2 separate regions of the Ovis aries genome follow, and region 1 is linked to region 2. A link is a contact called in public Hi-C data. All regions are on one chromosome and are shown on one strand. Each heading gives the region's core, a stretch centred on a gene start, on an enhancer-like site or on the middle of the called end of the contact. The rest is flanking DNA. Distances are from core to core; before and after follow the strand shown.

The links. A called contact is a pair of places that touch in the nucleus more often than the background predicts.
Region 1: a Hi-C map of hypothalamus shows a contact between it and region 2, with 7 times the contacts expected there. The contact joins two enhancer-like sites. A contact is called at or near these places in 5 of 16 Hi-C or Micro-C datasets (hypothalamus, liver, mixed tissues and 2 more).

What each region holds. Positions count from the first base shown.
Region 1 is chr15:65,370,804-65,374,321 of ARS-UI_Ramb_v3.0, forward strand. The region is part of intron 3 of LDLRAD3 (low density lipoprotein receptor class A domain containing 3); the gene reads left to right. Among named protein-coding and RNA genes, the nearest start is that of LDLRAD3, 120 kb to the left of the region's middle. Within about 2 kb of position 1,693, at least 6 of the 54 cell types and tissues checked have an H3K27ac peak or open chromatin away from gene starts, as enhancers often do.
Region 2 is chr15:65,126,940-65,130,411 of ARS-UI_Ramb_v3.0, forward strand. No RefSeq gene overlaps it. Among named protein-coding and RNA genes, the nearest start is that of LDLRAD3, 130 kb to the right of the region's middle. Within about 2 kb of position 1,757, at least 12 of the 54 cell types and tissues checked have an H3K27ac peak or open chromatin away from gene starts, as enhancers often do.

The sequences.
Region 1 (3,518 bases), core at 443-2,942, 240 kb after region 2:
AGCTCTTCAGGCACTCTTGTCTATCAGATCTAATTCCTTGAATCTATTTGTCACTTCCACTGTATAATCATACGGGATTTGATTTAGGTCATACCTGGATATCCCCAAGGTTATATACCTCCTATTCTTATTATAAAAGAGGAAATGTTTATGTCTATACTACCATGTGTAAAATAGATAGACATTGGGAAATAGCTATATAGCACAGGTGCTCTGTGATGACCTAGAGGGCTGGAAGGAGGAGGGGAAGACTCACTAGAGAGGGGATATATGTGTACATATAGCTGATTCACTTTGTTGTACAGCAGAAACTAACACAGCATTGTAAAGCAGTTACACTCCAATAAAAGAGAGACGTTTAGAAAGAATTTTCTATTTGAATTTCTTGCAAAGCTGTTTCCGCTACCTGCCCTCTTTCTATATTCGTGGTCCAGTTAGCGTGTGGTCCTTTGCTCTCTCTGCTCCCCAGTGTGTATCTCTGAAACAGCCAAGATGGCCTTTTAAGAAATCACACATTGCGATATCTGATCAATAAAACAGTGGAGTCCACCCGAGTAGTCATGTGGAGCTGAACTGCTGGAACAGGCAAAGGGCATTTTGCTCAGGCAATAATGAATCTGCAGAGGCTTGGATTCCCAGGCCTGGGTTTGGCTCACTGGGCTGTTTGTCATGTGCATTTGGACTACAGTAAAAGGCCTGTTTTCTCCTTCCCAGACTTCTTGGAGAATCCAACAATATACTGCTTTTTAAAAGTCTGTTATTTTTATGAGGCTGTTTTTGCTTTCTCACCCCTAGCCACGAAGTCATTTTTGACTTTTAAAAGGAACCATAGTTTGACTTTTTACAGAATGGACCAGGGGACAGAATATAGCAACAACTGCAGATCCATTACTTTCCGTAAAGTTTTTAGCTAGTGGTGGACACATGTGGGTATTTACTTTGGGGCTATGGAGTGTGTGTAATGACTCAAACTTTGTGACTTTTATAATTTGATTTCTTTTCTAATTTATACTGTACTGTAGGATTTATAATTCCCACACCTTTCATGTGAGTGGAATGGCAGCTATCTCATAGCACATTCCTTATGAGAAATAGGGTTTAAAATTTTTTTTTAATTAAAGAAACAGTACTGGGTACGTTTACTGACGTGAGAAGCAAGTTCATTTTGACCCCCTTTCATTTTACACTGTTCTTGGGCTTCCCAGGTGCCTCAGTGGTAAAAAATCTGCATGCCAGTGAAGAAGACGTGGGTTCGATCCCTGGGTCAGGAGAATCCCCTGGAGAAGGGAATGGCAACCCACTCCAGTATTCTCGCCTGGGGAATCCAATGGACAGAGGAGCTTGGTGGCTAAAGTTCATGGGGTCACAAGAGTCGGACACGACTTAGGGAGTAATTAACAACACTGTTCCTGCCCCCTAGCCTTTGCATACGGGGTTCCCTCCATTTGGAACAGCCTTCTCTCCACAGTCCCCCAACACTGAAGGCTCATCCATGGCATAGCTATCACCTGTGTATCCTCATTCTCTGAGGAATGACAGAGTTTGTGAATTACTATTAGTGGAATGCATAACTAAGGCCTTAACTGCCTGAGCATCACATCCGTTTGCACCTGGGCTGTGTGTCTCAGCTGAGGCTGCCTGTCCTTTGAGAAGGCTTTTCCGACATCAGCTTCTTCCCCGTTTGAGATTAGGTGTCCTCTAGCTCCCCCATCAGAGCACTGACGGCACTGCATGCAGAGGCTCATTGACCAGCCTGCTAATCCCCTCATCAGTTAGAGAGCGCTGTGGAATCTCCACACAACTGACTCAGGGCCTGACAGATAGTAGGATGCTCAGAAATATTTTGTTCTTTGCCAAGAGAGAGCAGGAAAAAAAAAAAATGTTGGCCCCTTGAACTCTGTTTTGTATTATGCACAGGGAAAATGTAAATCCTTAAAAAATGGATAGACCTGGTTAAGAGTTTAAGAATTCTAAATGAGCTTGGTTTTGTGTGTGTGTGTGTGTGTGTCTGTGTGAAAACAACTGCTGTTTGAATATGAGCTCACAGCTTTTTAAAAAAGAATGTTTTATTTACTTGGCTGCACCGGGTCCTGCTGCGGCACACAGGATCTTCAGCTGCATCATGCAAACTCTGAGTTGCCGCATGTGGGATCCAGTTTCCTGGCCCGTGAAGCTCTGTGACTCTTTACTGGGCCCCAGATGTTACCCACAGGAAGATGGGAGTCTTTGCTCTAAGAGGGTCACAGCCTGATGACACCAGGACGGGCGTCTCTTGGTTCCCTTCTCTCGTTCTGACACGATCTCCAAATACTGGTCCGCGGGCTGTGGCCTTCCTGCATTTTGGATGCTAATGCAGCTTTTCCTTTAGGGCGATGGTGAGTAGAGGTTATTGCAGATTTGTTTATGTCCTTTCTGGTTTTAAAAAAAAGTTGACAATTTTGTTATTCCTTCATCCACTTTCACCTAGTCTAAAAAAAAAAAAATAATTCTATTTTACTGATCCGTGAAGTCCAGAGCTGTGATAGTCAGGCTCTAAAAGGAAAGGGAGGGCTCAGATCAGTAAATAACCCAGCCCCTTGGGGAGCCCCCAGCTCTGTCTTGCTGCTGGTGAAAGCTGCTGCTTTGGAAAGTTCATGGCGCAGGCCCGTGAAACGTGGTGGATTCAAGTGTTCAGTGGGATGGAGTCGCCGGGCCAGCCTCTGTCAGGCGGTTTTAGGCAGAGAGAGTCTTCTACTTCTGCCAGGGTCTGCTGAGTGTCCTGCTGAAATCTTCCCTTCATGGAAATGGGGGTGAGCTGGGGACAACCAGATTTTGTCCAGGACTCCCCTGAGCCCCCCGGGGGGCCGTGCAAGCAGGGAGCTGTTGTCAGCCTCGGGCTTCTCTCTGAGCCTCTGCCAGACGCTCGGCGGGCTGCTGGTGATCCGCGCTGTGGTTGCCTGAGCAGGCGTCTGCCGGTGCAGATGTAAATCATAACAGGACTTGCTCCCTGACAGAGAAGGTAGCTGAGCATCAGTGACAAGGCAAGGAAGCTCAGTAGTGATTCCTGAAGATGGTGCAGGGCCAGGGCCAAAGAGCTGGTTAATTGAATGGTACCTAATTCACGTACAGTTGTTTTCATTCTCTTTGTTTAGTCCTTTGGAGCTGGCCTGAGCCTTAAAAGTATCTAAGGAGGCAGGAGAACAGGTGTCAGTTCAGTTCAGTTGCTCATTCGTATCTGACTCTTTGTGATCCCATGGACTACAGCATGCTAGGTCCCTGTCCATCACCAACACCTGGAGCTTGGTCAAACTCATGTCCATCAAGTCAGTGATGCCACCCAGCCATCTCCTCCCCTGCTGCCCCTTTCTCCTTCTGCCTTCAGTCTTTCCCAGCATCATGGTGTTTTCCAGTGAGTTAGTTCTTCGCATCAGAGGGCCAAAGTATTGGAGTTTCAGCCTCAGCATCAGTCCTTTCAGTGAATATTCAGGGTTGATTTCCTTTAGGATTGACTGGTTTGATCTCCTTGCCGTCCAACAGAC
Region 2 (3,472 bases), core at 507-3,006:
GAAATAAGGTAGTTGTGATTAATATTAGCATTATAATAATAAATTGATTGATGAAGGATAACAAAGACTTGGGGAGGAAAAGGGCTTGGAAAGGAAATTTGGCTATATTTAATCTTATGTCTAGAACTCTAACTGAAAGAAATATGACATGTTAAGTTTTTTGTTTTTTGTTTTTGCATGAGAGTGTCCAAGTAGCATTGTATTTAATGGCAAATGTCTGGCAATGACCTAAGTATCCATCAACAGAAGACTAGCTAACTATTTTAGAATTCTTCCATGTAGAACAGGGGTCCCCAACCTCCAGGATCTAATGCCTAATGATCTGAGGTGGAGCTGATGTAGAGTGCCCAATAAATATAATGCACTGGAATCATCCCCACACTATCCTCCCAGCCCTGGTTTGTGGAAAAACTGTCTTCCACGAAACCAGTCCCTAGTGGCGACCACTGATGTAGAGGACTACCTTACAGAAAATCGAGGTGGGTTTCTCACCGCCTGCTCAGCTCAGCCAACAATTCTTTTGAAAATCACCGAGACCTCTGTATTTAGACTGGCAATCATAGATTTCCTTCCTGCAATCACAGGATATTCTCTGAGATGCTAATGAGATGAATTCGTTTTAGTGGGAAGAATGGATTCGCATCACTCAAGCCAAACTGAACACTGAAGAGGAAGGGATTAATGGGCTTGGCTGAAGGATGCCCAGGTTCCTAGTGCAATCCCATCTTCTTCCTGTGACCTTCAAGTCACTGGGGTCGCTAGAGCGAAGGAAATGAGTTAAGGACCTGACTTCTGGTCATTGGAAATGCTCCTCAGAGCTCCCTACCATGAGAGGAAGAAAAATTCTTCTCTTTGGCCACTAAAACAGAGAAAGTGAAATGACTTTCCCCGTCCCTTGTGGCTCTGAAATCCCAATCCCTTGGTCTTCTCCCTGGGGTTTACCTATTCCCTGTAGCCAGAAACACTAGCTTGTGGCTTGAGCCAGACACGATTCAGCCACCTGGCCACTTGCCAGCCTTTGCTCCTCCAAGGTAAATCCTCATTCCTGCTGTGTCTCATTTCTACCAGCCAGGAGCACTAATCAACAGCCTCTTCCTCAAAACAAGAGCCATCACTCTTCATCCGAGGTTTTCGTTTGTGTTTTTTCTCTATCCTTGGGTTACCCTGTACATCCTCTCCCTGGACCCCATTTTCCTTGCAGGCAGGCTCCATTTTATCTCAATTTCATGAAGAAGAGGAGAGAGCAGGGAAGCCCCTTTCGGGCAGTCTGTACCTATAAACTCTACCTCCTATTATAATGGCCCCATTAAATATATCCTTGAGCACTCCATTTTGACCTTGACCCATTACAGTTCTTCCTCCTTGCCTTTCAGAGGCAAAGTGAAAAAGCTGGAGAGAAGACCTCTGCCCCCTTTAGAAGTTAAGAGCATGCAACAAACTGAGCTGGAAAGCATATTGAAAAAACAACTGCTATACTAAGCGCCGTTAGCAATGGAGGGACAGGCAGATTCCAGCCTCAAACTGCCCTGAATGGAGAGGATTATCCCTGGCTGCCTCTTAAGAGCTATTGTAAGTAAAGTCTGACCTTTCCTCTAGCTCCCATTTTGACACAGTTTTTGATGAATATCGACACCTACATGTGAAGTGAGATAAGACTGAATCCTTGGCATCTCGAGTCTCCTGTCCCTGTAGCCAGTTTCCTCACTAATGGGAACTGGAGGTTGTGTTTGCCCATGCAGTGCCAGACTAGGCCAGCAGGGGTCTGACATTAGTTGCTTTTAACCCACAGTGACTGACTATCACTATGGCTATGTGCACAGGCAGTGAGGAGCTAAGGAGCCATGGTCTGAGATAGCACAACTCACAGGTACAAATAGTGCATCCATTTCTGTAGCAAGACTACAAACACTTCAGCCCACATGGCATCGATTTTCCTTATCTACAAGGAAGTGCTTGGCTTAATCCTGTTTTCATGTTTACACAGAAAATACATTCTATAAGGGAGTTACCTTAATCCAAGAGCTTGGATCGTCCAGATTTCTGTCTGAAACAGTTTATCAATTACTGTTCTGCCCCTAAAGAAGATGCCACGAGATCCAAAAGTGATGTTAATTTTAAAAAAAAGTCAGTGTCTAAAAAAGCAAAATAAATGTCTTATAGACGCTATGGTAAAGAAGAGCATGAGTTTAGCACTTATGGATCTTTTTTAAGATTGGTGTTTCAAACAATGAGTCTTTACATTTTCCTTGAATATATTTTTATTGTGGCTGATTATTAGGTACAATACTTATTAATTACCTAAGGAAAGTATTGTGCCTTCCAGTTTTCAAAGCCCTTTCACACATTACCTCATCTGGTCCTTCATTGAAAGAAAGAAATTGTTAGTCTCATTTCATAGCCAATGAAATGGAGGCTCAGAAAGGTAAAGAGAGTTGCCTGAAATCACACAGCTAGTGGCGGCAGAGTCGACAAGTTTCCATTCCAATGCAACAATGAAAGTCCATGTATATTAACAGACTTTACCAGGTGCAAACAGTTCTATAATGTAACCCTATTATGGATCATATCAATGCTTTTTTGCATCAATTAACCTAATTTTACTTATTAGTGTCTATTTATATCTTGTTGCTGTGCTGGAGAGTAATAATACTCTAATTTTCTTAAATTATGGAATGCATGCTTTTCATTAAGTTGCACATTCCTTGCCTTCTCATGGTCCTGTTCTACGTTCTACTCTTTGATGAGATGGCAGGAAGTGGGGAGAATCCAGCCTCCCAGGATTCACAAATTCTGTCTTCAACAGGCTGCCTCTGCCAGAGAGAGAAGACATCCTCAAAACAATCTGAAGAGTTAGGTACTGTTATTTTTCCAGATGAGGAAAAAGGCAGAGAGAGACCTTTATGTGCTGGAGCTAAGATTTGTATTCAGGGAGCTGGACCCTGTGGGCCCAACGCAGAAACCTCCACGCGGCACAAGGGGGTCACAGGAAGGACTCTAGAATGTCCCGCGAGACACCGGGAGCTTCTCAGTGCGAAATGAAAAGGGGCATGCAGCTATGCCTTGGATGAGAGATATGTTAAGAGATTTTTTTTTTAATCAGTAAATACAGATTCAAAGGAAGTTTACAACATGATTTTGATGCTAAACATTCTGAGCTGTTCAGGTTCTCTTAGCATCTCACTTCACTTTCTCCTCTCCCTTTTAATTAGAGGTTTAATGACCCCATGCACAGTTAAGAAAAGACCCCTGAAGCCCAGTTACCTGTGACCTCCTCAACCTGAGAATCTACTGTGTGTGGAGAATTTTGCAGTGTCTCTGAAATGGGTGTTTCAGATCGTCTACCTAACGAAGAGTGCAGTAGCAGCCACCTGCCCCTTCCCAGGGCTGGGAATATGCCCCACCTCCTAGCTCCAGGGATAGGGCCTGATTGGTCTAAAGGAAGTCCCTTTGTCAGTGAGTGGTTCAGAATGAG